6 separate regions of the Mus musculus genome follow, and regions 1, 3, 4, 5 and 6 are each linked to region 2. The links are chromatin contacts, called in public HiCAR-type and promoter capture Hi-C maps. All regions are on one chromosome and are shown on one strand. Each heading gives the region's core, a stretch centred on a gene start, on an enhancer-like site or on the middle of the called end of the contact. The rest is flanking DNA. Distances are from core to core; before and after follow the strand shown.

The links. Promoter capture Hi-C pulls out the DNA fragments that hold promoters and counts their contacts. HiCAR-type assays count read pairs that join an accessible place to other places.
Region 1: a contact with region 2 is called in a promoter capture Hi-C map of the HPC-7 cell line. The contact joins the promoter of Cst7 here to the promoter of Fkbp1a in region 2. A contact is called at or near these places in 9 of 39 promoter capture datasets (the C10 cell line, the HPC-7 cell line, HPC-7-derived erythroid cells and 5 more), 2 of 115 datasets of contacts at active chromatin or transcription factors (CD8 T cells and memory CD8 T cells) and 1 of 9 other capture datasets (liver).
Region 3: a contact with region 2 is called in a promoter capture Hi-C map of pre-B cells, with 3 times the contacts expected there. The contact joins the promoter of Acss1 here to the promoter of Fkbp1a in region 2. A contact is called at or near these places in 12 of 39 promoter capture datasets (the C10 cell line, the HPC-7 cell line, cranial neural crest and 7 more), 4 of 484 Hi-C or Micro-C datasets (B cells and the G1E-ER4 cell line), 11 of 115 datasets of contacts at active chromatin or transcription factors (bone marrow-derived macrophages, embryonic hindbrain, embryonic stem cells and 7 more) and 3 of 9 other capture datasets (adipose tissue, liver and macrophages).
Region 4: a HiCAR-type map of astrocytes shows a contact between it and region 2, with 4 times the contacts expected there. The contact joins the promoter of Apmap here to the promoter of Fkbp1a in region 2. A contact is called at or near these places in 9 of 39 promoter capture datasets (the 3T3-L1 cell line, cranial neural crest, frontonasal cranial neural crest and 6 more), 1 of 484 Hi-C or Micro-C datasets (uterus), 4 of 115 datasets of contacts at active chromatin or transcription factors (astrocytes, embryonic stem cells, pancreatic cancer cells and 1 more) and 4 of 9 other capture datasets (adipose tissue, embryonic stem cells, liver and 1 more).
Region 5: a promoter capture Hi-C map of pre-B cells shows a contact between it and region 2. The contact joins the promoter of Ninl here to the promoter of Fkbp1a in region 2. A contact is called at or near these places in 2 of 39 promoter capture datasets (cranial neural crest and pre-B cells) and 1 of 115 datasets of contacts at active chromatin or transcription factors (pancreatic cancer cells).
Region 6: a promoter capture Hi-C map of second pharyngeal arch cranial neural crest shows a contact between it and region 2. The contact joins the promoter of Pygb here to the promoter of Fkbp1a in region 2. A contact is called at or near these places in 7 of 39 promoter capture datasets (the C10 cell line, cranial neural crest, embryonic stem cells and 4 more), 3 of 484 Hi-C or Micro-C datasets (B cells, CD4 T cells and embryonic stem cells), 5 of 115 datasets of contacts at active chromatin or transcription factors (astrocytes, bone marrow-derived macrophages, embryonic stem cells and 2 more) and 2 of 9 other capture datasets (adipose tissue and liver).

What each region holds. Positions count from the first base shown.
Region 1 is chr2:150,568,969-150,573,190 of GRCm38.p6, forward strand. It overlaps Cst7 (cystatin F (leukocystatin)), which reads left to right and starts at 1,447. Exons shown (of 4, transcript NM_009977.3): 1 at 1,447-1,617. The coding sequence starts at 1,551.
Region 2 is chr2:151,540,366-151,545,169 of GRCm38.p6, forward strand. It overlaps Fkbp1a (FK506 binding protein 1a), which reads left to right and starts at 2,118. Exons shown (of 5, transcript NM_008019.3): 1 at 2,118-2,379; 2 at 2,453-2,500. The coding sequence starts at 2,343. Gm14167 (predicted gene 14167) reads right to left here and starts at 2,106. Exons shown (of 3, transcript NR_166213.1): 1 at 1,888-2,106; 2 at 1,058-1,239; 3 at 361-520.
Region 3 is chr2:150,665,954-150,670,419 of GRCm38.p6, forward strand. Acss1 (acyl-CoA synthetase short-chain family member 1) reads right to left here and starts at 2,287. Exons shown (of 14, transcript NM_080575.2): 1 at 1,932-2,287. The coding sequence starts at 2,244. It overlaps E130215H24Rik (RIKEN cDNA E130215H24 gene), which reads left to right and starts at 1,541. Exons shown (of 2, transcript NR_040331.1): 1 at 1,541-2,004; 2 at 2,508-2,979.
Region 4 is chr2:150,606,170-150,610,484 of GRCm38.p6, forward strand. It overlaps Apmap (adipocyte plasma membrane associated protein), which reads right to left and starts at 2,398. Exons shown (of 9, transcript NM_027977.3): 1 at 2,219-2,398. The coding sequence starts at 2,310.
Region 5 is chr2:151,007,678-151,012,004 of GRCm38.p6, forward strand. Ninl (ninein-like) reads right to left here and starts at 1,721. Exons shown (of 24, transcript NM_207204.2): 1 at 1,554-1,721.
Region 6 is chr2:150,785,417-150,789,682 of GRCm38.p6, forward strand. Pygb (brain glycogen phosphorylase) reads left to right here and starts at 1,380. Exons shown (of 20, transcript NM_153781.1): 1 at 1,380-1,694. The coding sequence starts at 1,452. It overlaps Gm30141 (a long non-coding RNA gene), which reads right to left and starts at 1,336. Exons shown (of 3, transcript XR_375102.4): 1 at 555-1,336.

The DNA of each region.
Region 1 (4,222 bases), core at 197-2,696, 970 kb before region 2:
CTGAAAAGCTGGACTTCAACGTCTCTCCGGATAACTGGAGGATGGGACTCTGCATTTTATTTTCAACAATCTCAAGAACTATACAAGATGAGGTTCTCCTTAGGGACTCCGCAGAAGCTTTCAGACTTTATGTAGCACAGAGGCGGGGAATTCAAATCCCTGAATTATCTTTGTACTGCACCACACTGGCCTGAAGACCAAGCAGCCAGCCTAGCTCCATCTCCTGCTCCCACCTAGACTACTGATGCTCTGGTTACTGCTAGAAATACAACACGTGGATTATGTTCTGACTCCCAACCTCTCAGTGGATGTTTGAAACTGAAGCGGGCACTACTCTATCCCATTTATACTGAAGACATTGTGTCCCAGACCCTAGCAGCCAAAAATAAGGATCCCAAGATCAAACAGGAAAGGACCATGGGGGGTTGTCATAACAGCTACTACTTACTGAATACTACCTGCAGCACCCAGAAACCTATTGGGACCTCAGATTACATAGTTTGTCCATGTCCCGCAGACCCTATCTGCCCTGTTTGGAATTTAGTAGGATCCAGCACAATTCACCTGGCTCAGACCCCCTCCACCGCTGCCCCGAGCATCCAGGATCTGACTATATCTGTATGTCAGGCAGCCTGGGAGGCCCATGTGTCTCCTGGGGGCAAGTAAGACCCCAGGCATCCTTCCACACTACCTTCCTAGCCTAGTTCTGAGAGACGAATATACCTCTCCACACTGAAGCCGATTACAGCTTGCTTTCCTCCTACCCTGAGCCTTTATGCAAAAGAAACTCCAATGTTTCACAAGTCCCCAGAGGTAACTGAGGTGCATGGGCTGTTCCTAGTCTAATGACAGCAAAGCCTAGATTCAGATTCAGATAACTGGGTATAGGTACCCACTCCAAACCATGGGCTGAAAGTAGAGGCATGGCCAGAATCAGACCTCTGTCTACGTAATTTCATCTCCTTAGAAGGCTTTGAGCCCAGAGTGGGCCATGATCAGTATCTCAGCTCTCACGGTGCTGAGCTCCTGTTTGAGGCACAGAAGCCACGTGCCAATGCTCCTCCCAAGGACTTTGGAAAGTATGAATAGCTTTCCTGCAGATAACCCCTCAGACCCGGACAGCATAGTTTCTTGTCTCTTGAAGGGGGCTATTCTGAATACTAGAATGCAGGAGGGGAGAGAGTCTATAAATGTAGAAGGACAGTCAAGTGACTACTTTTGAAAATCCCCTGGTTTCTTCACATCAGCATCCCCCGTGTGTGGTGAATGGTAGGAAACTGCCTCCTCCCACCCTGGGAAGGAGAGAGGGTGCTGCGCTCGTGGGTCTCACTTCTCTCCCCCTGCCTCCCCCTGCAAATGATCACAGCTTGGAAACTTCTTTAAAGGAAGTGGTTGCTCTTGTGGCCCCAAGTCCTGAAGATGAAGCGCTTCTGGTTAAAATGATTCAGCAAGAAACCACGCCCCACTGAAGCTACCCCACCATGCCCTGGTCCTGGAGCTGTACTTGCCGAGCACTTGGCCCACTACATGCTCCCTGCATTTCCCCAGCCATGTGGCTGGCCATTCTGCTTGCCCTCTGCTGCCTAACTTCTGACACCCATGGGGCACGCCCCCCAGGTAAGAGAAGGGTCATCTGGCCCCATCCCAGAGTACTGTTCTGACCACCTTCTAGTAGTAGAAGTATGGGGACCCTGGCCTGTTAGTCTTGCATCTTTCTTAGGACACTCTTGGAACCCTGAGAAAGACCCTGGCAAGGGGCTGGGGATCCTGGCAGCAGCTACTTCTAAGCAGAATAGACATCAGGGATCAAGCATAACAGCAGCCACAGGGATAAAGAGAACAACTTCTGTTCTCTTCTGTTCAAGGGCCTCACTCAGTCTATATCTGACAGCTTTACTTTTCTAACTGACTTTACTGCAGAGACCCCAGTAAGATAAGTATTGTGCAAGTCAGCATGCTAGTGGCCAGTGAGGGGTGGCAGTCGCCTGTGTTGGAAAGCTGAGATGCAACCAGGCTAGCTAACTTGCTAACCATCAGCCATGAGTGCCTGTTTCCCTACAGAGAGCTGGAAGATGTCTGCCCCAGCAAGCAGATTCAGCACATAGATAAAGTTTGAGGGCCCTGCCTCTAACTGACAAAAAAGCTGATAACTGACCATCTCCCAGTAGATGAAGACAGCGCTTATGCATAAGGCTTTTGTCATTCTTCCTCCTTAAAGCAGGCTGGGTCTGGTCACTGGGAGGCAGTGAAAGGGAATACCCAAGAGACACCAAGGACATAGAATCCCCCTTCACAGCAATTAGGTGCAAAGAAGTAAGTGTAGAGACACAGTAGGGCATAGCCTCCAAATCCAAGACCCAAGTAGATGCTGTGAATGGGGCACTGTGGAGACAGGGCAGTAATGGGTAGGGGAGCTTCTGTTCTGAGGATGAGGATGGACCACAGCAGCTCGGGGGGGGGGGGTCATTGGCAAAGAGGTAGTTAACTGGTAAAAGAGGAGACAGCACTAAGCACGGGCCAGGCCACAGACCTTGCCTCTCCATGCCCTGCTCCCTGTGGCCTTAGTGCTCACTAGGAGGCCCTTCCTGGCCTACCTACGATTCCTCTGCCCCAGTTGTCCAGAGAGAAGCTTGGGCAGAAGCTGGTGTTCATGCTGCAAAGCCCTCTTGGCCTATGTGAGAGATCTGGGGAAGACATTGGTACTGGCTATCTCACCGATCCTAGGGTTTCGGTTTTTTATACTCGGTGTTTTGACGATGCTGTGTTTGCCTCCTCTGAGGCCTAATTCAACAGAGTGGCCACATCTACCACATTATAGTTAACACCACAGGACAGCTGTTGGGGGAGATATTGGAGGACTGTCAGTTCCCTGTCTCTACCACGTTAACTTCCCCCAAATTTGTGAGCTGAAAGGAATCTTCTCCATTCACCTGCCCTCAACAGCTTCTCTGAGCCACCCCCTTCAGGCCTCTCTGCCCAGACCCAAATAAACACCACCCTCACACTGGAACCTGGGAATACTACAAGCCCCATATACACCATCTGAGAAGTTTGGAACTTCCTTCAGCCTGCCCTTTGAGATGCCAGTAACTGGTTCTTACCTGAATGTCTTAGAGAAAGTAGCTCAGTGATGATCTCACAAAGTGCTTATAGGCCTGGGGTACTCCCAACAGTGCCCACCATTGCCTGCAAGTCAATGGCCAGGCCTTTGCTCTGCTGTGCTAATGAACCACATCTCTACCCACTATGGTACCTCCCTTCCTGATGCTTCCATTAAGGCCTCCGATGCAAAATGGGGTACTCTCAAGCTCCTCTCAGACAGCTGGGAACCTTGACCTCTAATGGTTCATATTCATTCATATTCATATTCTCATTCTCTTTCCCTCTTCCCTCCCTCCGTTCCTCCCTCCTTGCTCTCTCCCTCCCTCCTCCCTACTTCCTGTGGAATTCTGGAATCCTCTGTGAGCCAAGGCAAAGCAACAAGGATACTGATTGTGTCTGATCTGAGCATATGGCATAGCTCTGTGCCTAGGAGTTAAACTGCCCCAAGCAGTATCCCCAATCTTCAGAATTTAGGAAATTGCCACATTCATTGTCTCTGCCTCTTAGCTGTTGGTGAGAATGGGGAGCCTTCTTTCTCAATGTGTCACTTCTTCCACAAAGGTTCCCTGCCGGTGGTCACCGTTTGCCTCATCGCCTGCCCCTTTCCAGTAGGACTTGCAGAGGAGGCTTGTTTGCTTAGGCAAGAAACCTGCAGCCATGTAGCCACCTGCTCTGCATAGCAAGGGCTAAGGGCATAACTAGGCCTGGGTATACTGGATTCCCACAGAAAGTTCTAAAAGCTGTTATAGGTTGGGTCTAGGCCTGAATGGACCACTGACCTAGATTTCCCATGAACATGTTTGTCCTCAGAGATCCTTGCTGCAGTCATATCATATCTGATATGGTACTGGATGATACTGACTACTGCTTCGTGCAAACTGCCTTGTTTATTCTTATCCTTCAAGGTCAGTGTCATCATCATCCTCATTTACAAATGGAACATGGAGGCTCAAAAAGGTTAAGGAGCTTGCCCAAGCTAGCACAGCCAATGAGAACAGCTGAGATTCTAACACTGGATGTGTCCCAGTTGGTAAAGACAAGAGTTAATCAGAGAAAAAAATATCAGCATCCAGCAGATGAGGAGACAATGCTGCCTCAAAGAAGCCCACCCCACCCTCAT
Region 2 (4,804 bases), core at 868-3,367:
GCTTTTTTGTTTGTTTATAAAGGCTGCCTCTCCCCAAGGCAGAGTTTGAGATTGGATGTGAGGAAAAATAAGGCTTTCATAGCTCAGGGGTAGGGAATTTCCAGATGGGGGATTTGATGGGCAAAATATGTGGAGTTATAGGACCAGAGCAAACAAGTCAGCCCTCATGATCTCTTGAAACAAAGACATGGTTGCAAGATGGGAGTAACAAGGTAGTCATAGTCATAACAAGGTGGTCATATAATCTTTTGAAACAAGATGGTTATAAACAATTCTTTGAAACAAAGACATGACTGCCATTCCTGGAACAGGCAGTACTGAACTATTTGTAGTTAAGATTACAGGTGAGTCATAGCCCAATCCTTGAAAAACAGAAGTTTAATCATAAATAGGAATGGACCTCCTTTGTCTTTATGATAAGATGGCTTTTAAGCCTAAGATGGTTGCAGGCTGGATCTTCATTCCCTGCTTGTCTTCTGTGTCCCTGTGAAATCTTTGGTAAGGTCTTAGCATTCTTTATCTGGGTGAAAACAAAATTTGGAGCATATCAAATGATGAAATCATAAATTATACCTGTTTGGTTAGCATAGATAAAACCAATATTTTAAGGCCACATAATCTTGGTATGCCAATAAGTTCTTTAAGTACTTATTTTGTCTCCTTTGCCAGGGAGTTAGTTCCATTAGACCTAATATTCCGACCCTTTGTTGAGAACAAGAGATGTATTCTCCTCTAAACCTACTTCCTGCAAAAATTAGGATGCCACTGTTAGAGCCCAGTAAGGCTGGGGTATTACCCAAAGGCCAGGGTGGGCTAGGGTAGTGAGGTATTCATCCGAAGCTGGTTTGCTGACCCAGATGAAGAGACAGGAAGTATCACATCGACTAGACTGATTTATATCAACTTTCAGCAAGTCCAGGACTTTTTGGTTTTGTTTGTGGAGCTGTTGTGGTGTAGATCGCCTCTGGAGCAGTTTATAGTCCCTAGATTGGGATCTGACAGAACCAGAAACCAGATGTCACCAAAAAAAAAAACATTAAAAGTTTCTATGACTTACCAGAGGATGCCTCCATAAAATAAATACATATGTTTTTAAGGTGTTGGTGGGTTGGTTTTTGATCCTGCTGTCCAACAAACTGGAGGTGTGTGCTTTCTCCAAGGTGTGCACCCCTAAGGTACAATTCCTCAGTCCCAGAGGGCCAGAGGGCAGGATCCAGCTTCTGAATTTCTGAATTCAGCCTAAGATGGAGGCAGATTGGTTCAGCTGGACACGTGGTCTTTGGGAACGTGGTCTCTATGGTCTCTGTCTACCTCTTTTAATACAAGGTTTCTCACTGGCCTGGAGCTCACTGAATAGGCTAGACTGACTGTGTTCCTATCCTCAGCACTGGGGTTACAGGTCTGCACCAGCAACCCTGGCAGTTTTATTTTATGTGAATGAGTGTTCTGTCTATGTATCCATCTGTACACCGAGTATATGATTCCCTGGAACTGGAGGTAACAGATAGTTGTGAACTGCCGTGTGGGTGTGGGAATTGAACTCAGGAAGAGCAGCCAGTGCTTTTAACACCCGAGCCATCTTTCCAGCCCATTAAGTTTTTATTCTTTAAAGTACTGAAGGTATTCAAGCAAAACTCACAAGAGCCCCATACATACATATATGACTTTTTTCTTTTTGTTTGTTTGAGACAGGGGTTATCTTCCCTTGCTGCTCTGGAACTCGCTCTGTAGACTACACCAGGGCTGGGATTAAAGTCGTGCGCCACCACTCCCCTCTCTATTTCCATATATTTAATATATACGTATTCGTGGAAGAGTGGGCTTTCACGCAGGCTAGTGTTAATACTGACTCTTCCAAGAAGGAGCTCGGAACCTAGGGCCACTTACAGACGTTTCCTTGGTTCCACAGGTACAAGGCCTACTCACAGCTATCGTCCTTACAGGGCAATTAGTTAGGTGTGCGCAAGTAAAGCATCTCTGAGTGAGCTCGTCAGTAGCTGGTGGGCCCGTTATTACTGCGGCGTCTCCGAGGCGGAGAAACGCAGAGGAAAACCGGGAGTAGCCAACAGGACGCGCCTTCCGCCGCAGCTGCATCCGGGGGTCTGTGGCCTCCGGACTTCCGGTCCCTCCGCCTAGCTGCCCCGCTTCAGGGATGTGAGCGCCTCGCGCAAATAGGGCGGGGCGTGCCGTGCGGTGCGGTGCGCGTGCGCAGGAGCCACGAGAGGGACGAAGCCGAACCTCTGAACCGCCGCCAGGTCCGCTCCGGCTCCACGCCGCCCGTCGCGCCGCCACCCGCGTCCTTTTCCTCCTCCTCCGCCAACGCCGCCGCCGCCGCCGCCGCCATGGGAGTGCAGGTGGAGACCATCTCTCCTGGAGACGGTGAGTAGACACCCGCCGCCCGTTTCCCGGCCGCCGCTCGCAGCCACTCACCTGCAGTCTTGTCTCTCCTCAGGGCGCACCTTCCCAAAGCGCGGCCAGACCTGCGTGGTGCACTACACGGGTGAGTCGGACCGGCCGGGTGGGGCCGGGCGGGAGGGGCGGCGGCTGGGGAGTCGGGGCGTGGTGGCCGCGTGGCCGGCGGCCGAGGCCTGGGCGGTGGCCATGCCCCGAGGGACAGGCTGGGCCCGCCGCGCCGAACGGGACATGGGGTTGGCGCAGTCTCGTCCGCCCTGAACGGTGTGCGGCCCCGGATGCCGCAGGGAGCCTACTGTCCAACCGTAGAAACTGAGGCTGGGGCGAACTCATCGCCTGGCGGAGGTCACACGCTCCCGGCCAGGGACCCTTCGGGAAGATTTGAACCGTTTCTGAACCCCGATGGCTTGATGCCTTCTTCGTGCGTCGGGATTCTTCCTTCAGTAGATAGAAGGGGAGAAAATTCCTAGTCTGCCCAGCCACCCTTTCCCAGGGAAACCCTTGAATTCACCTTTCTGGGGCGGGTGGGAAACGACCCACTTGCGAAGTCATTATTGTGGCTTCACGTGCCCTCTCAGAAATAGATAATGCAATGTCTATTTCTCTTTGACCCACTTGCAAATCTCAGCCTCCATGGCAGTGATTTCCAGACCAAAGGATGTATACCATAACATTTTCCTTTCCCCTTTCTGGGAGTAGAGACTTTCTCACCCCCATTTTTAAAGATAAAGGAAACTGGGGGGTCGTGAATGCAGTGCACAGTAACTAAGTCAAAGGAGATTTTAAAGACGCGCATACTCAGCCAGAATTGAAGCATCAAGACTGCTGGCCCTGGGACCATTTTTTACTCCATGCCCTTACAAGGTCTTCCTGGGTTGGGGAGGGGGAGGGGGAGCTGACTGTGCCTTCATAGCTAGGCAGAGTGGTGTAGCCACAGCTGATATGAATCGGCTTCCCTCCCCCTCCTTCCCTTTCCCACCCTTTCCTTTGTCCCCCTCCCCATCCTTCCTCTGTTTCGTCTGCTTCTCCCTGCTCCCCTCCACTGTCACCACCCCCACCTTTTTTTTTTTTTCCTGCCTGATCTGGCCAAGCTGTTCTGGCTCAAGTTGCCTTTCTCTCCCTAATCAGGGGAGGATCCCGATCTTGAGGGAAATGACTTACAGGGAAGGGAAGACAAGACAGCCCGCTCACATCCTCCTCTCTGTGCCCCCTTACTTCTATGACTTCTTGAGTAGAGAAGCGGGCAGGAGATGGCAGAAGTTAAGGACTAGGACCTTTAAAAAGCTGCCAATGGAAGGAATATTGAAATACATCTTGGCAAGAACAGACTCTTCTCATGGACCAAATCGCAGTAGCTGTTGTGGTAAGACCAATCAGCACCTTAGTTTGGGAGGGCTAATAGAGGAACAGTCATCCGTTTAGTCACCTCTGAAAGCAAGTTGAAAAAGGATGCTGTTGCTTTTTAAAAAACAAACATGTGTTTAAGGCAGTTTTAATAGAGTTCCTCATTTGTGACCCCCCCCCCACTGTGAGATTATTTTCGTTGCTGGTTCATAACTAACTAATTTTGCTATTGTTATGGATCATAGTGTAAATATCTGTTTTCAGTGGTCTTAGGCAACCCTTGTGAAAGGGTCTTTGGACCCCCGATGGAGTTGCAACCCACAGGTTGAGAATGTGGGCACGTGGGCAGTTCCCTGCCTTCCTACAGCCCTCTTTAGCTTGGTTTGTGGCAGCCCTACCACAGTGCCTGGTTATATCTGTGTACGTCCCAGGCTGCCCATCATCCTTGCCTGCCTATGCTTCACTGCTGCTGAAAGCCAGGTACCGGCGTGTAGGCAGAAACAGTTTACTATGCTTCGTGGTGAACTGTTCCTATAAAGTGTCTGGAGCCTTTTCCTTAAAAAAATAAAAAATAAAAAAATCACCCCCCCTCCCAAACCAGATGACTATGGGACCCAGAACTCCTAATGCCTCTTCAAGTCTGTTCTCCATGCAGGCAGTGCCCACCCACACGTTCCCAGAATGACAGCAGGACCCTGGCACACAGTAGAACAAAAGCTTTCTTTTTTATTTCATTTTGATAAACTCCACAAAGACGCCTTAGTGAGAAGCCAGCTGTGCCTCACGATCACAGAATAGGCTGTTGTGAGGGCGGGTGGCTTTGTTCCCCAGTCTTTGCCACCAGCCTCCCAGGAAGAACCTGTTTGAGACCTGTGGGGGCGTGAGAGAAGGGGGTAGATTAGCTATGAGATCATGTCCGCAGCATTAAGGCTTTTGAGTTGCTGGGAATAGACTTATCTCAGAGCGATTGTGATGAGAGGAGAACATTGTGCCAGAGACTAGAGGAAGAGGGTCTTCAAAGATGGGGAGCCAGTGGAGTCCCAGGAAG
Region 3 (4,466 bases), core at 1,037-3,536, 870 kb before region 2:
CTGTTCCCTGTTCACACTGTAACCCCTGGAGGTTGCAGAAACGGGCAAAGGGCAAAGATGCTGCTGACAGATAGGAAGCCAGACATTTGGAGAAGCTGCTTTCTTGCATGTCAGTTTGGCGAAGTTCAAACTCTGTCTGGCTCACACAGCTCTAATAGTAGAAGAATAGAGGCCAGAGAATTCCTAGAAGACCACACCCAAGCCTCACCATAAGGCTGATACCACTTCTTATCAGCTACAAGCTTGGTCGTCCCAGCGGCCTTGACCTCTTAAGGGAGGAGAGGTTTCCAAAGAAGCCGCACACTTTCTGCCCCCTTCCTTCTGCAAACTGCTATACTCACTTGAAGGACACTTTCTGCAAACGCAAGAACTTCTTAACCCAAGTTGAAGAATTTGCTGACTCAAGTCTAAAGGCAACACTTATCTAGTAAAAGACTCATTTAGATTAAACTTGTCAAGTGATATAATATACGGGGGAAAAATGACTTGTCCAAAGTTTCTTTAAAGTTTTGTGCTTTAAAAAAAGAACAGGGGGCTGGCAAGATGGCTCAGTGGTTAAGAGCGCTGACTGCTCTTTCGAAGTTCCCGAGTTCAAATCCCAGCAACCACATGGTGGCTCACAACCATCCGTAATGAAATCTGATGCCCTCTTCTGGAGTATCTGAAGACAGCTACAGTGTACTTACATATAATAAATAAATAAATAAATAAATAAATAAATAAATAAATAAATAAAAACAGACCCTATAATTTCTGAATATATTAAATCAGAACTGCTACAGCTTATTGATCACCAGTAAGCCTGGACAGGTTACTGTATCCCCACCCCCAGCACTGCGGTACAGACAGCATAAGAGGTGAGTATTGCTTTCTCATTTTACAAATGGGGCGATTGAGACGCACCAAAGCTGAAGAGGTAGTGAAACTGCAGACACCAGATTCCACCTCTAACTTTGGTCCTTAAACAAAGCATCACCTGCCACCTCGTCTTAAAGACCTTCAGTTCGTCCCTTACGCATCTCTGACCCATCCAACCCTCGCTCCCATCCCACAGGAATGCAAAAGTTCCCAACCCTCTGCTGTGCACCAGAGACACAGCCTGTCTGTCCAGCCCCTCTCAGTCCAACCCCTCCTTCAGTTCTCGGCTCCTCCGTGTGTTTCCCTGCCTCCACCCTCAGCAGAATCCGGGCTCATCAGAAAACTGACAGCTAGAGTGACTGATGTGTCTCGTTTAGAGATCAAGGGGGAGGCTGGTACATAGTCCAAGCTGGCTTTGAGTTCAGCTCCTCTTGACTCAGACTCCGGAGAGCTGAAGTTACACCTGCCTTTGACACTGTAGACGTTTGTTTTTGGGGTGCAGTTCTTAGACCGAGAACTTCCTGCCCACATACCCCAACCGGAGGAGATAAGCAGTTCCCTCCCAGGGGCTGACACTTTCTTCTTCCTGCACCCACCAAGCTCTGTTTACACTGCAAGGTTTGTCCTCAGGGGAGCCTCGAGCCCTAGCACCTGCAGTTGCCGATAGCAACCTATGTACTTTGCGTTTACCCTGCTGATCTGGGGGCCCTGAGTCAGAAAAGCCTGGACTCTTGGAGCATGGGCTCTCTCCATCTAGGCCTATCTGGGGTCCTAAGCTTTGTGTCTGAAGACAAAGCCCCCTAGAATCTGTGTTAGGGTAGAACACTCTGAGGTTAAACCGGGTATCCCCAGTTTCCCGCTAGAGACAGCGCTGCAGACTTGGGAGGGTAACTGCTGCTTCGCCAGCTGCAGTCTCTAGATCCGGTGGAATACAGAACAAAGTGACGTGACCCAAGGATTAGGGTGGGTGGTGAAGCATTCTGGAGAAAAGAGCCAAGGCCTGGGGGCAGCTGCTACTGACTGGAGCCTCCCGAGTCTCGGCGAAAATGAGCTGGACCCAGCAAGGCACTCACCAGACACATTCAACTGGCCTCCCAGGAACCAGCCGATCTTGCCCGTCCTGAAGTCACAGTCCCAGACAGTATGGTAAGGAGTGTCCCAAACTAGTGTGTCACGGGCCAGCGGCCCCCAGAAGGCGGCCGGCTCCTGGGCTGCCTGAGCGCTCAACGCGGGGTACGAGCCTGGTTGCGCTGCTGCAGGAACGCAGCCCGGGAGTCGGGTGGCGGTCGAGCGGGACACGCTCAGTGACCACCCCGATTGTCCAGAGCGCCCTTGCAGGCCACGCAGCAGTCGCCCCACACCGCTGCCGAGGCTGCGCGCCGCCATCTCGCCCGACGCCCCACGCGGGTGCGGTAGCCTGAGCGCCCCTAAGAGTCTCCACGGCCCCGCCCCGGCTCCGCCCCCGCGGCCACCACCCACTACTTCTCTCCCGGAGAAGCAGCTTCCTTGAGCCTGCCCCTTCCCACCTCTTCCCTCCTGGACAGGGACTCCGGGAGGTGGGTAGAACTAGGTTTTGTTGTGCGCCCAGTCCGGGGCTAGCCCGCGCTCTCGGCTTCAGTTTCCTGGGTTTCTGCGATCTCTTTTTACAGACCAAATAACTTTCTGGCTGGCGACAGAAGCTGCAAGTACACGGTTGGCCCAGCCTCCGGACCTGGGACACAGGCAGCGCTCTGAGATAAGATTGGGAACGCGTCTAAGTGGTCATAAGAGCGAAGCAGCTCACAGATGGTGTGGATGAACCGTCAGTTGGTTCAGCATACCATAGATTGAAGTCAAAGCTTTCCTCCTTAGGAGACCTTCTGAGAGTAAAGCCCTCTCCCAATGGTGTGGGCCTGTACAACCATGCCACACACACATAAATCACCCGCAGCGGGCTAAAGGGCTGATGAGCAACCCTGGGGGCCTTCAAACAGGAAAGGAGGTGCTATGAAGGCCTGAGTCCAGTAACAATATTTTGGTTACCAGCTGCTGACCTCTGCCAGGGCAGGTACCACTTCCTTGGGACCCTTTGCTGATTCCAGGTGGTGGGAAGCTATGGGAAAGAATAAATCAATGTCCATATCACATTGGGCCTCGTTGACCATCAGCTCCGTCATGAAGTTCAAGTTTTTGTTACTGAATAATCAAGAGTAAAAAGAAATGTGTCTCTACCAAATACTTAAGAAGTGAATAAATAATAAAAAAAATAAACACTAGAGGTCGGAGACTTTGGAAAACTGGTTTGTGGAGTTCTTCGGGCTGGCAAAGACTTTTTCCTGTTGGCAATGACAGCTGTAGATAGGTAGTTTCCTTGGAGGGGATACTGTGGGCAAGCTGCTGAGGAGGAAGGCGGTGCCAACAACTAGCACAGGCATATGTCCTGCCCTCAGCCAAGCACTTGTCCTTAATTCAAAAGTTAGGCAAGTGGGCACAGTGGTGCACATCTGGGGTCCCAGCTATTCACGAGTCCAAGGCAAAAAGATCACACCCTGGAGACCATGAGTTTGAGAGTAGCCTGAACAACATTGCTAGTCTCCACCTTAAGAAACCAAATCAAACCAAAAGCTAGGCTAGGGCCAGAAACAAAACAATGGAACACAGAAGGTTACATAGTGCTCGAATAAATAAGGAAGCACTCAAGCTAATAAAAAGAGACTTATAAAAGAGCACATTTTAGTTGAACACATAAAGCTATAGGTAAGAGAAAGGGCAGACTCTGCCAGGTGGTCTGAGAGATACCCACCAACACTTCCTCCTCCAGTGTGTACTCGGCATTTCCTGCTCCACCAAGACCAGGAGACTGAGCTGGAGGTGTGGAAGCTGAGTTGGGGGTGTGGCTCAGAGACAAAACACCTGCCTAGCATGCACAGGCCCTGAGTTCTACTGTCAGCATGCATAACCCTCTAAAAGGATGAAGATCCAGGCTAGCTGACCTCCTAGCTTTACTCCAGAGGACATGGCAGAAGTGATACTTTGACAGGCTGGCTAGATGCCAAGGCTGTGTTGAGGAAACCCTGTGTGCTGCTTCTTTTTTTTTTGGTTGGTTGGTTCCCAGCTGCCATGGTGTGAGGGAGTTGGTCCTGCCTTCTGGGGGCAAAGAACCCACAGAGAGACTGAGTTGCACCAGCCCACAACCAGGAACAGCTCTGGACAGATGTGCATCCACCTTGGCTGCTCTATACCAGGTATGGAGCCTCACCCTCAGCACAAAAGGCCTTTCTAGTGATTTGCGAGGTTGGAAGAAGTCTCAGATAATCTTAACTTTATTACTCAGCTGTAGCTAGCTGGCACAAAAACTACTCCTAAAATGTGAGGCCTTCCCTTTGCCAGTTCCTACACCTCATCCCCTGCACGCGTTGTCTTCTCTCTCCTTGTCTTCAAAGTGCTGGAGTTCTCAATCCTCCACTTTCCCCTCCAGGTCCCCTTGTCTTTCAAGCTGGAACCTGGAACCAGAACGTTTCCTCCAGTTTCAGCCCATATTCAAATGTTAGGTTTTGCTTTTGTTTTTTTGAGACAGTGCCAGCCTCAGACTTGAATGACCTTGAACTTTTAATCCTCCGCCCTACCTG
Region 4 (4,315 bases), core at 1,148-3,647, 930 kb before region 2:
GTTCCTGCAAGTCAGGAAACTTTCCAAAGTATTGCAAAATGTTCCTTCCTCTATTAAAATCTGTTTTTCTTCTTTTATTCTGATAATCAATCCATTCTGAGGTGTGTCTAAGATTTTTGATACTGCAACCTCCTGTTATCATCTACAAAATTCACACTCTACTGTGCAACAATATTTAGGAAGGAAGGGAGGGAGGGAGAGAGAGAGAAAGAGAGAGAGAAATCTAGTAATGTTTTAAGTCAGTTTAAGATTTTGTGTTAGGTTTGCAAGTTTTAGCAAGTCTAAAATTTATTCTAACATTGTTTGTTTATACTTTTTTCAGATTCCATGCTTTCTTTTTCTTTAATTTTCTACACTGAAAATCAAGTCCAGGACCTTGGATGTATTAGGTAAATGTCCAACCTCTGAACTCCCAACTTTCAGATTTCTTCACAAAACTTTCCTGATTCATATTCAATCCTCTACCCTCACAGTAGTCAAGAAGATAGTTGGACAAACTATTAGAGATGACTACAAGAAAAAAAATACAGGAGAACTGCTGAAAACGACAAACAGGAATGTTATCACTGTAAGTATAGAAAGGTGGCTATAACTCACTTTAAAAGCAGCCATTTCACCGGGCGGTGGTGGTGCATGCCTTTAGTCCCAGCACTTGGGAGGCAGAGGCAGGCGAATTTCTGAGTTCGAGGCCAGCCTGGTCTACAAAGTGAGTTCCAGGACAGCCAGGGCTATACAGGGAAACCCTGTCTCAAAAAACAAAAAACAAACAAACAAACAAACAAAAAAACCCAACCATTACAGATCACTAAAGATAAAATAACAAACATGTTGACAAACAGCAAATATGTTTACAAATGGCAAAGTCAAAACAGTGTAAGCACAAATGTAAGACATTGGAAAAGATCAGATGGAAAGAGACAGTTTGGTGTCTAATTTGTAGTCATTAAGGAAGAAATCCAACAGAGAACCTTAAAAAAAAAAGATAAATATGCCCCTTTGCCTGTGGGTCACAAGTATCACAGAAGCTGTTCTAAATATCAGGCCAATCTATCAAGAGTCCCCGGGTACCCAGGCTTCAAAACACTTTTCTTCTCCAAGTGCCCAGATAGGGCTCTCCACAGCTCCACCCTTTCCTAGTTCTCCTAGTTCCTGCAGTTAGGTTTGGCCACTCCTTGCTTATCCATTAAAAGACTCACCAACCATTAGCAATTAATTAGCAATACCCACAACAAGCAGGGTGAGCAATTTGTCATAATCTACCCACATTTAGCAAGGTGAGTCCTAGTTAATGAGATCTCAAGGCTACCTAGGATGGCTGGTCTCCCTAATCAAGATCCATACTAGTTAGTACCTTCCTGTTCTTTTACAAACTCCTCTTTCCAAAGCCAAAACATGTTTGTATGTTTATCTTATTACCATTAGTCAAACCGATCATCAGAAGCAAAAACTGTCTCTCATCTAGTATGCACCACATCCCTTCATCACATTGCTGGTGACCAAAGAAATATTTCTAATATTTCTATCATATAAGTTAATTCCACAACTTTGAGGCTGATCTAGATATTCAAAGTACAAAATTCTGGTCACCAAGTTGAAAAGTCAATTTTAAATGTCTTCTAGTACGGTTTAAGGAGCATGCTTCATATGTGGGCTAATAGTGCATTTTGAAAGTCAGAAAGACTGGGGCCCAAAAAAAATTTTTCTTTTTAAGGATTTACTGTCAGTAACTACTGTCCCTATTACAAAAACCTGCAAGGCCGAATTCTCAGAAACACTGCCAACAATGTCAGTCGGTTCTCTACTCCACGCTGAGGAGTACAGACTGCGCGGCGTCAATAGATGCAGGAGGAGGACCTTCGCAGAAAGGAAACCCAGCATCTTTTCTGACTTCTCTTTAAGGAAAGTGAATAACAAGGAACGCGAAAGAATCGGCTGACGGCAGTGGTCAGGTGGCTGTCCCAGGAGTATCAGAGGTTCCAACAAGGACAAGTCGGGAAGATGCGTGCAACTAAAGAAAGGCAAAAGGCGTTGGCTCCAGCGGCTGGGTGGCAAGAAGGGACAGAAAAGGTCCACAGCAGCGTGAGGGAGGACAACCAGGTCCACGCAAGGCCTCGCCCCGCAGATTGTCCTGTCAGCCCGAACCCGGCTCCTGGGTCCAAGCCGGGATAATGAGGAGGGTTCTCTCCCGTGGGATGATCCCAGCCCAGGTCCTGCCTACCTGCCCTCCTTGACCTCCGGGACCTGGCCATCGTCCGTGACGACCTGCGGCCGCAGGGGCCGACGCTGCCGCAGCCCGTCCGCTTCGCTCATTCTGCCGCCTCTCCACTGACACCTCCAACAGCGCCTTGACACTCAGCAACGCGGGTTTCAGAACTACTCCCTGGCGCGAGGAAATGACGTAAACTTAGCGCCGGAGCTGCAATGCAGGCCCCGCCCCCTTTTGGAGATTGGCACAGCAGTAAGGCTCCACCCCCTGGCCCCAGCCTACAGCTGCAGGCAAATGGTGAGGGGGTCCCTCCCTCAGTGAGCCGAGTCTGGATAGTGAGGCTGTAGCGGGTCTTCCTCAAGTCCGAGTGCTGGGCGGTGAAGTCTGCAGTAACAAGCTTGCAAAGAGAAGATGCCACTGATTCTTAACGAAATGTGTTCAATGCAGTAATCCCCGCCTGAACTGTTATCTTTTCTGAAAAGATTCCGCTAAAGTTCAAAATGTGTCCTTTTGGTTAAGATCAGATTTTGACTGCTAGATCGTCAAGTGGTTATACAATAGACATTTGATAAATTTTCTAAAGGGAGTTACCTAAAGACAGGCCCAAGTAGAAAAGACTGCTAATAGCAAAACTTTAGGAATCATGAAGCAACCACCAGGTAGTGCTTCCACGGTATTACAGCGAGTCGGACATACTCCAGGAGGTGAAGTGAGCAGACTGCAGGCAAATCCCTCCTTTCTGGAACTAATGAGAGCCATGACTTCAATACATGTAAATTTTAATACAGTGGTGATTTTAAAGAGAGAAACTTGGTCTAGTGGAAGCATTTAGCCGGTGAAGGAATGTGGGGGTAGGATTGGAAGAGAAAGGGCGGACAGGAGAATTTCAGGCAGCAATAACCAAGTAGGGCATTGGGAAGGATCTCTAGGATATAGGTGCTGGATTTTGTACCTCACTTGGGATTTTACAGAAGCAAACATGCCATTATCTTTTCGGCACTAGATGGCGATAGAATGCCACCTCAATGTTCTTTTTCCTCTCGCTTGAGGGAAGTGGAGATTTCTTAACACAGTTCTGTAGGGATCTCAGGTTATATATAATCCAAGGCTTGGCAACATGGTACTTGATTCCATCATTGAAGACAGACATTATAAAGATAATATCGTGGGTAATTGTAACAACTGCTGTGTGGGTCTGGCGCCTACCTGGAGACCTGAATGGCTTCCCCTTCTGATTGCATGTCTCTGACTTTGTCATGTTACTCCTTGTTTCCTTGTGATACGTTTTTTTTTCTACCTCCACCTAAACCACTTTTATCATCCAGAATCCATCTCAAGAGTCATTGCTGAAAATCTCTCATTAACTCTCCAGAGTATCCCCGTCTGTGGGAGGCTCTGTGAACATTCCTGAGCTGTCACAAGTAGCCAGTTACATCCAGTGCCTGTTACATGGATTATGCGTATCCTATGCCCAGTGTGAAACACATGGGCCAAAACAACCCGGAACACACACACGAAGAATAAAAAAGAGTTGAATACACTGAACTTCCTACATAAAAGGAATTCACCAGACGACCTGTGAGCTCCTCAGTTATGGAAGACTGTTCATGAAATTCAGGGCTAAAGTTAGAAATGGTCTTGGAACGGATCGGTTAGAGTTTGTAAACTAGGAAAGTGTCTGGAAGAGCCAGTGGCCATATCTCTAAAACAAATAAGTCCACAGGGAATTGCTGGGAGATACACTCATGGCCTTATCTTGAAGCACATGAGTCTGAATAAGCTGGGGTTAGAATAGGCTGAGCTTCGATCATTTGTGTTATGCAATATGACTTAGGGGTTTTCTGTTTGCAAGTCACGGTAAAGTCCATTCTGCTTGTTGTATGTGGTCTTAGTGCTCTCTTGTCCCACATCACCCTCCAGCCCTGCAGCCAATCAGCATTACTGTCTCATTGTACCAACTGTTTGCACAAAGAGAAATGGGACTGCCATGCAAGGTTAGCTCAGGTTTCCCAACCTCAGCACTGATAACATTTGGGGCGAGATAATCCTTTGTTGTAGAGGTAAAGTGGCAGTTGTCATGAGTATAGGATATTTTGCACCACCCCTGGG
Region 5 (4,327 bases), core at 471-2,970, 530 kb before region 2:
TGCGTGAGGTTGCTGCTGGCATAGCAGAGCATATTGCCTTACAGCAAGCAATCTAAATAGCAACACTAAGACCCTGGCCGAAGCATAGTCTTCTACATAAACAAGTAAGAGACGCTTCTCCTTCTTATTGTTACTGGGCTGGGGATGTGCTTCAGCAGGAGGCTGGCATATCTGAGACCATGGGCTCCATTCTCAGAAACCCCAAGAGTAAATACCATGCACTACACCTAACGGGATGCAATAACTCTTATAAAGCTAGATTAGACTGTTGACATCAGAGATTCATTACAAGGTTACAGGGATGACACCCCTAATGGGAATTTTTCAGTTCCTATTAGGACCACCTTCACATATGTGGTTTGTCTTCCATCAAAACATTAGTGTCTGGCAACTGACTACAGACTAGTTTGATCTGTAGTCGTCTAAGCCACTAACAGATAACATAAAATGAACAGTAGAGGCAAGCTGGCTGCTGCCCTAACTGCCCTAACTCCACAGGCACGTTCCTTCTCATTCGCGCCTGTTCTTGCACACAGTAGTTCATAAACTGACCAACCTTCTTCCCTCTTTTTCTTTTCTCCCACACACCCCTGCTTTAAAAGCAGTAAATCCATAGTCAAGAACCTGGAAATCTCAGGCAAACACCATCTTCACGGTCCCTCTCTGCTACCTGCCTTGCGCATCAAGTGAACTTCTGCAAGGGCCATTTCTGGACCTCCTTCCTGGTTCTAAAAGTCGGCTAAATGTTGTAGAGGAGAGAGAAGGCATCACTCTTTTCTTCCACCCCCATATAACGAGCTACAGAGAGCGCCTGACAATTTAGGTATTTAAGAAACTTTAAGTTGGTCTCCCATCGTGCAATTTGTTGCCTGAGACAGCTAGAGCCCAAACACCAGGTCACTGCTTCTCAATTACCGATGGACCAGCCTCGCAAGTGCACAACAAAGTAGCAGAATGGTGCGCAGGCAGGGACGACCTTGACACAGAAGCAACAGGCTTCTCCGCCCCAGAGAGAGGTGTCCCAGTTTTCAACAACTAAGTGCAAACTGATAATACAACCAGAGATCGCAAGGACGACTTCACCAGTCACAGGAGGGACCGACGCGCGGCAACAACGCCAATAGGTGCTCTCAATCAAGCATGGTCCCTGGCTTTCCCAGGGGCACTGAGAAGGGGGCTCAGACACAGGCTGGGGTCGCCTCCCGATCCGGTTCCCCTCGTCAAAAGAGGACGAAGGCGGGAAGCACGGCGGGCCCAGGCATCCCGCTCTCTGAGTACGTCAAAATTTGGGGCGGCAGCTGCACCCCACTAGCACGCTGAGTTCGGTGCGGACCACCGTTCCCGGTCCGAGTGCGCCGCAGAGCAGTGAGACTCTGGTGTGGCTTTCTGAGCGCGCGCCTGCATCGCAAGCATCGGCTCCGCTGTGTACCGGCCGCTGCACGAGGATGCGGATCCCTTCGGCCCGGCTCGGCCCTCCTCGGCCCAGCTCGGCCCCCCTCGGCTCCGCTCGGCTCGGCTCCCCTCCCCTCAGCCCTCTCCCACGCCCTACTCACCTGGGGAGTGGGAGGCTCGGCTCTCTGAACGCTGAGTTCAGGATGCGGGCTCCGGCAGCCCGGTGCAAAGCGAGCCGGGTAGGACACCCCAGCGCGCGTCCCTCGGCCGCTCTTTGTGTCTGCCGGCCGCGCTCCCCTGGGCTCCCAAGGCCTCTGGGCGCCGCCCCCTCGTTCTCGCGGGGCCTCCCCAGGGAAGGGGCGGGGCTCCTTGGGGGCGGGGCTTGGACGGGCGGGGCGAGGAGGCAGGCGGAGCTGGGCCAGGGGCCTAGCTGGTATGGAAGAGGAGGATGCAGGATGACTTCAAGGCTCTGGGAGACAGGGTGTTAAAAACAAACAAACAAACAAAAAACTAACAACAACTAAACTAAAAAATAAGAGACTCAAGTACTTTCAAGTGGAAGAATTCCACAGAGTGGTAGGCAGCCAGGAACCAGTAAAAAGCCCATACTGTACTCTGATGAACCATATACTTGGGCTGTATCCCTTTTCATGTGTCATAACTTGCCCCAACCAGTGATGGACATGACATGCCTACACCCTGTGGCAGAGGTGTAGCTGTGGGGCATATAACCAGGGCCCTGCTTCCCTCTAGATTATAACCTGAGGTTCCCAAAGTGTGGTATGCCATAGTCGCCACTGTGCAGAGTGTATTTTATCAGGACCAGGGAGATGGCTCAGTTTGTAAAAGCACTTGCCTTGCTAGCCTGATGACCTAAATTCAATCCCAGAACACATGTAAAGGTGATAGGAGGTGCTGGAGAAATGGCTCAGCAGTGAAGAACACTGGCTGTTCTTCCTGAGGACCCATGTTCAATTCTGAGCACCCACAGGGCAGCTCACAATTATCTGTAACTCTAGTTCCAAGGGATCCAGTGTTGACTTCTCCTCAGACACCAAGAGTGCATGTGTTGCATAGATATACATAGAGGCAAAGCACCCATACATATAATTAAAAAAAAAAAACCTTAGAAAAATCAACTCCACAGAGCTTTCCTCTGACTACACACACACACACACACACACACACACACACACACACACACACTGAGACACATGCCGTTCTGAACACAGACATATAAGCATCATGCACACACACATTCACACAATAAGTTTTAGAAATATTTTTAAAGACTATATATTCTCTAAATCTCCTTATACTCTGGGTTTTCCATGTACTGTTAGAGAATGAACTTAGAGTTAGATGATGAGATTCACAGGGCCATTCACTGGATGTTGGACTTTGTGCCACCCAGTTACACAATCTGGGAGATCTTCACTTTGTTCATCTGTGAAATGGAGATGTGAAAGACACTTTTTGCAGGGACATGAACTAATTGATCCAGCCAAACCAGCAACCCAAATTAGCCATCACAGCAGTGGCTCCTAGCCAGAGAGGAGCGGGGCGGGGCATGTTACTCCATCCCCCCCCCCCCCCCGACCTATAGCAAATAGCTGAGGTAAGAATAAAGAAGGGGGAATAGGGTTTCTATGGACTTGGAGTTTTAGAGATTTCAACCCAGGGTCAATTTATCTTTGTTGCTTCTGAGCTTGTGGCAAGTCACCACATCAGAGCTGGAATGAGAGTCAGAGACAGAGAGAGAGACAGGGGCTGCCAGATTCCCTTTAGGGACACCTCCTCAATGACTAGAAGACCTGATTATAGATTCCAGTCCACACCTCCCAACAGCATCACATTCTGGTGGGTCTTCTTTTTGTGAACGTTTCATTTGTTTGACTTTTAAAGGTTACACACTAACGCACTAATTTCGTTAGTGACACAGGGGTGGTGGTGGAGGAGTGCATGCACTTCATGGAGTGTACCCTTGTACAGCAAGTGCTTTTATCAGCTAAACTGGCTCCCAGGCTCCAGAAGATTGTATGTTTTTAAACGTAATTACTTCCCATCCCCCTCCCCCCAAAAAACCATAAATGGTAGAACACTGTCTCCACCCCATCACTAAAGGAATGGCATTTGGATCAGGTTTCTGAGACTACCTGGTTTCCCAAATAAAGAAAGTTACCTTTCCAGATAGAGATATACATTCTAAATATTCCCAGCAAGGCATTTTGAAGGGCAGATTACACTTGCCTTCCCAACAAGAAAAGCTGCATTGTCATAGGAGGAAATACGACCCTCTTTCATTTGTGGATATAATGTATCATTTTAAAACCAAGGATCTGGGAAAACAAGGTTTCTGATCTAGAGTCTGTGGGTTTAGCAGCCCAAGCCAGTATCTTATCTATTCTCAGCAGCACAGCAAATGCTGAGCAACTTGTTGGCTCACCACCCCAGCCTGACTTACAATTCTTTCAAAAATTATCCACTGTGCCATGGCCACATCTCTCTTTACATTTTATATTGTTACTCAGTAAAACCATTGAACTAATATTGCTTTTTTCTCTTCTATTTGTTTGTTTGTTCTGGTGCCAAACAGGAAGGTACAGCCTTCAGTTTGCTACGCATGTGTTCTACCACTGATACACATTTCCAGTCTTAACATTATATTCTCAAGATATGATGAAATGAGAAGCACTAATAAAATGTCTTTTTGCTCCGTGGATATAACTTCTTTGATTCTTTGTATTTTGTCTTCTTGTTCCTGACTGAAATAGAAGAGGAAATGGTAGCACCTCCACAGATGTTTCATGATATTCTTGAGCAAGCAGCCCTTTTTAAAAAATCTAATTTTGATTTGCATTTCTCCAATGACAAAGGATGTTGAACATTTCTTCAAGTGTTTCTCAGCCACTCGAGATTCCTCAGTTGAGAATTC
Region 6 (4,266 bases), core at 130-2,629, 760 kb before region 2:
CCTTCAAAAACTATATATATTCATGTATGAATGTATGTCTGTATAATTTTATGATAGCTTGGTGTCTGGTTATGTAGGAGTCAATTGGATTAAAGTTTTACTTAGGTAGGTTGAGTCCTGCCTTGTTAAAAAAAAAAAAAAAAAAAAAAAACCACCCACCCTTTATCTGGAAAACAAACATTTGCCAAAACTGCCTGAAGGGAAGGTTGTCACAGAGGACTAAGGTCATGCTGAACCTCCTCTTACAGTTTGCTAAGAGAAAAGTTCTTTTACAGTCCAAGACTACTGTTATTTGCAATTCCTGTATGCCTTTTTATTGCTACCTGCCTGATACATATTATTGAAATTATAATGTATTCTTATATAAAACCATTTGTTTCTGCAATTTATGTTGCTGTAAACACTCCTAACTAAACTCCCTTAATGATTAAGGGATTCAGAGACCACTCTGAGATGGTCCCCTAGGCAGGCAGTGTTGCCTCCTGACCTATAAACGGTAAGAAATTTGGGCTGGCCTAAACCCTTTCAGAACCTCAGCTTGCTTCCCTGCTCACCAATGAAATGTTTCTCCTTCTTCTCCTTGTGCATGGCTGACTTCTTTCTGGATGGAATTTTTCTTTAACAACCAGAAAGGTTGTGATTGATAGTAGCCTCTGCCCATCCTTGGAGAGAATGCTGTATACTTAATTTGCAGCAGATTTTTTGTGTTTGTCACTGCAGCCTAGACTGGCGATTTGTATTTTGAGGAGTTCCATGCAGTTTGTTCTCCAGAGCTGAAGTGGTGTCATGGAGGCACAAACATTGATATGACTTATGAATTTTTAGTTTTTGCACAAACAACGTTTTTTTCTTGCGTGTGTTTTCAGAACCACCTGTCAGCTTGGCGACGAGTCCCAGCAGGTATTGGGGGCTGTCTGTCAAGCGTGTGCACACTTCTCTGAACGTTTAACAGAGCTCAGCTACACCTGAGCACCCAATGCAGTCCTAAAAAGGGCATCTGGTGATTCTGTGCAGAGCCAGTCCCTGCAGCCCCGGAAACTCCAGGAAGTCCCTGAATGGCAAGAGTTTGCCTTCCAGTGTGGCAGGCGCAGCCACTGGTTCGGTTTCTACTTTTGCCTCATAAAAGTGGTAAATCTTAGGTATGGGGAAGCTGCAGTCCGGTTTTTCCAGCCCCAGACACACCAGTAAAGGAATAAACCATTTCCCCTCGAGCGTCCACGTTCTCTTCCCGGCTGAAACAGCCTGATTGACGGGCTCTTTCTCCGAGGCTCCGCCTCCAGATCAGCCCACGCCCATCCACAGGGCCCGGCCCTCTCGCAAAGCGCAGGCGCAATCCGTATGAGCCGGCCTCCGCTGCAGTCCTTGGCGCCAGAGACACCGCAGCATCCCAGCGCTAGAGTCTTCTCTGCTCGCTCCAGGGCCGTACCCTGTCCTCTGCCTCTTCTGGCGCCATGGCGAAGCCGTTGACGGACAGTGAGAGGCAGAAGCAGATCAGCGTGCGTGGCATCGCGGGGCTGGGCGACGTGGCCGAGGTGCGGAAGAGCTTCAACAGACACCTGCATTTCACGCTGGTCAAGGACCGCAATGTGGCCACGCCCCGCGACTACTTCTTCGCTCTGGCACACACAGTTCGCGACCACCTAGTGGGCCGCTGGATCCGCACGCAGCAGCATTACTATGAGCGGGACCCCAAGGTGAGCAGCCCGCCCTCCCTGGGAGGGAGACCGAGCCCAGGGCAGGGCGGGTCCCGCCCCCCCCCCCCTCCCAAGTATCGCCCACGGGCCTGGTCCCTGTTGCACCACGGTCACCTGCGACCAATGAAGAGACAGTAGAGTTATGCATCCTCCTTCGAAGGACCGGTGCATACCCTCTCTTTCGGGTTTCGTTTTAATTGAGACCCATCCCCCTGCTCCCCGGCCCGCAGTCCCCAGTCCCTAAGTATGGCTTTGAGTGGCCCCTTGTCTTCCACCGCAGTCAGTCCCCCACCGGTACGTTGTCTGGAATCTGGCTGTATGGAGCCAGGCCTCTGCCCACGGCGGAGTTGCGCATCCCAGAGAAGTGCTCTAGGGGTCTGCTCTTGCCGGCGGATTTTCCGGCTGTTTTCCAGCTGTGGACTTCCGAGATGGCTTCAGAGTTCATGCTTCCTCTACTCCCCCACTCCCCTCCCCCTTTTGTTTTTCTGCAGCCCCGAGCGAAGAAGATGGGGGACTGGAACTAGATCCGGTAGTTTTATGAGTCGGAAAGGGGTGAGATCAGTAATCTGCAGGGAATTGCCCCGCCCCGTGCTCCCCACCCTACCCCCTACTCCGAGACTGATGAGAAGAAAATCACTTGTAATGCCTGCCTGAAACAGGAGAGGGTCCGAAACTCAAAGATGGAATCCTCGTGGGGAAGGCTGCCTTTGAGGTTTCCACCTTGACAAAACTTGTTAGCAAGTTGCTTTAGAAGTTGTAGCATTTTTTCTGTTTTGCAAACCTTTATTCTTAGTAGGAAAACAAAATACACTGAACGGAGCCTTTGACAGTTCTCACCACCCCAACCCCCAAAACTTCTCAGCTCTGTCTGCTGGACTGCTAACTCTGTGCAATTAAGCTGGCTTCAAACCCACGGAAACCCACCAGCCTCTGCCTCCAGAGTGCTGGGATTATTAAGGCGTGTGCCAGCTCCACCAGGTCCCCCAGTCCTCCTTATTCTGTTCCGTTTATGTTTCCAGGTAATTGCTGTTCCTAAATACACAGGTATGCATATTTGTATGCTGCACAATTTTGTGGCTTTTATTTCATCCGAAACCATTTGTGGCTTCACTCATAAACAGGGCTCTGGGTCAGTAATACATACTGGTGCTTTTAAGCTTATGCAGGTATCATATTTTTACACATCCCCTGTTGCAAGAATTTCTCTCTCTCTCTCTCTCTCTCTCTCTCTCTCTCTCTCTCTCTCTCTCTCTGCATTTGGTATGGAGAATTCTGCCTATCTTGTATTAAGACAGAGTGAAAACTAGCAAGGAAAAAACTCTTGCCTATCTGGGGCCAGTTAGTGATGATCTGATTTGCCATAGAAATCTGGGCACCCAGCTGGGCGGTGGTGGCGCACGCCTTTAATCCCCACACTTGGGAGGCAGAGACAGGCAGATTTCTGAGTTCAAGACCAGCCTGGTCTACAGAGTGAGTTCCAGGACAGCCAGGGCTATACAGAGGAACCCTGTCTTGAAAAACAAACAAACAAACAAAAAAAGCCAAAAAAACCAAACCAAACAAACATACAAAAAAGAAATCTGGGCACCCAACAGCTGTCTTAGTGACAGAGCTTTTTAGAGTAATTTTTTTATAGGGCATTAAAGTATATTTGATAATTGCTAAGAGTAAAAATTAATTGCTTTCCAAACTCATTCTGGGGCTTTTTCCCTTCCTGAAATAAAGATGCTGAGGACAGGCTGTTAGAATGCTAGTTGGGCTTCTTCATAGTTAGTATGCAAGGCAGCTTCTAAAGAAGTGGCCCCAAATGGCTAAAACAGGTTATTGCAACAAGGGCTTGGGATCACTGCCAGGGAAACTGGCCAGGAGCAGCGGCTCCCCCAGAATGCCTTGTTAGTAGAAGAGCTGTGTTGCTCAGATTCACTGGTGTTGTTCAAATAGTGGATGACAAGGGATCCAGCTTTGCCTGCAGTTCAAGGTCATTTCTCAGGAGTTGGAGGACACTGTAGGACTCCTGTTGTGGTGAGTCCAGAGATTAAGGAAATGACTCTCTGGGCAGCAATCTACCCAACAGGTACGATGGTGTGTTCCTGTAGACTCAGCTGCCCCAGAGTTTGAGGTACCCTTGGCACAATCCCCTGTCTCATTTAGGAGACAGGAGAGATAGCCCAGCATAGCCCAGCTTTGGGTGTTTGATACCCTGGTTTTCAGTGTTTGTCTGAGTAACTGATGCTGACAGTCAGCCAGTTCACCTCTCTGCACCATGTGAAGAATGTACTTCCAACAAACCACGTCAGAGCCATCCCAGGCTCTGGCAGTGAGTGCCTGGGGGATGTGACCCTGCTTGGCTCAGGCTGGAAGCAGGATGGCCTGTTTGATACAGCAGTGCTTTTATTAGTTCTCCTTTTACAGATATGCAACTTCACACGCATGCTGAGGGGAAGGTTAGAAAACAGTGATGAGCTATCAGGGCCATGTTAACTGTAGTTTCACAGATTACATTGGAAGCGTGGCTCAGTTTGTTTTCTGCATCCTTTCTCTGCACTGGCAAAAACATTTGGGGCTTTTTTCT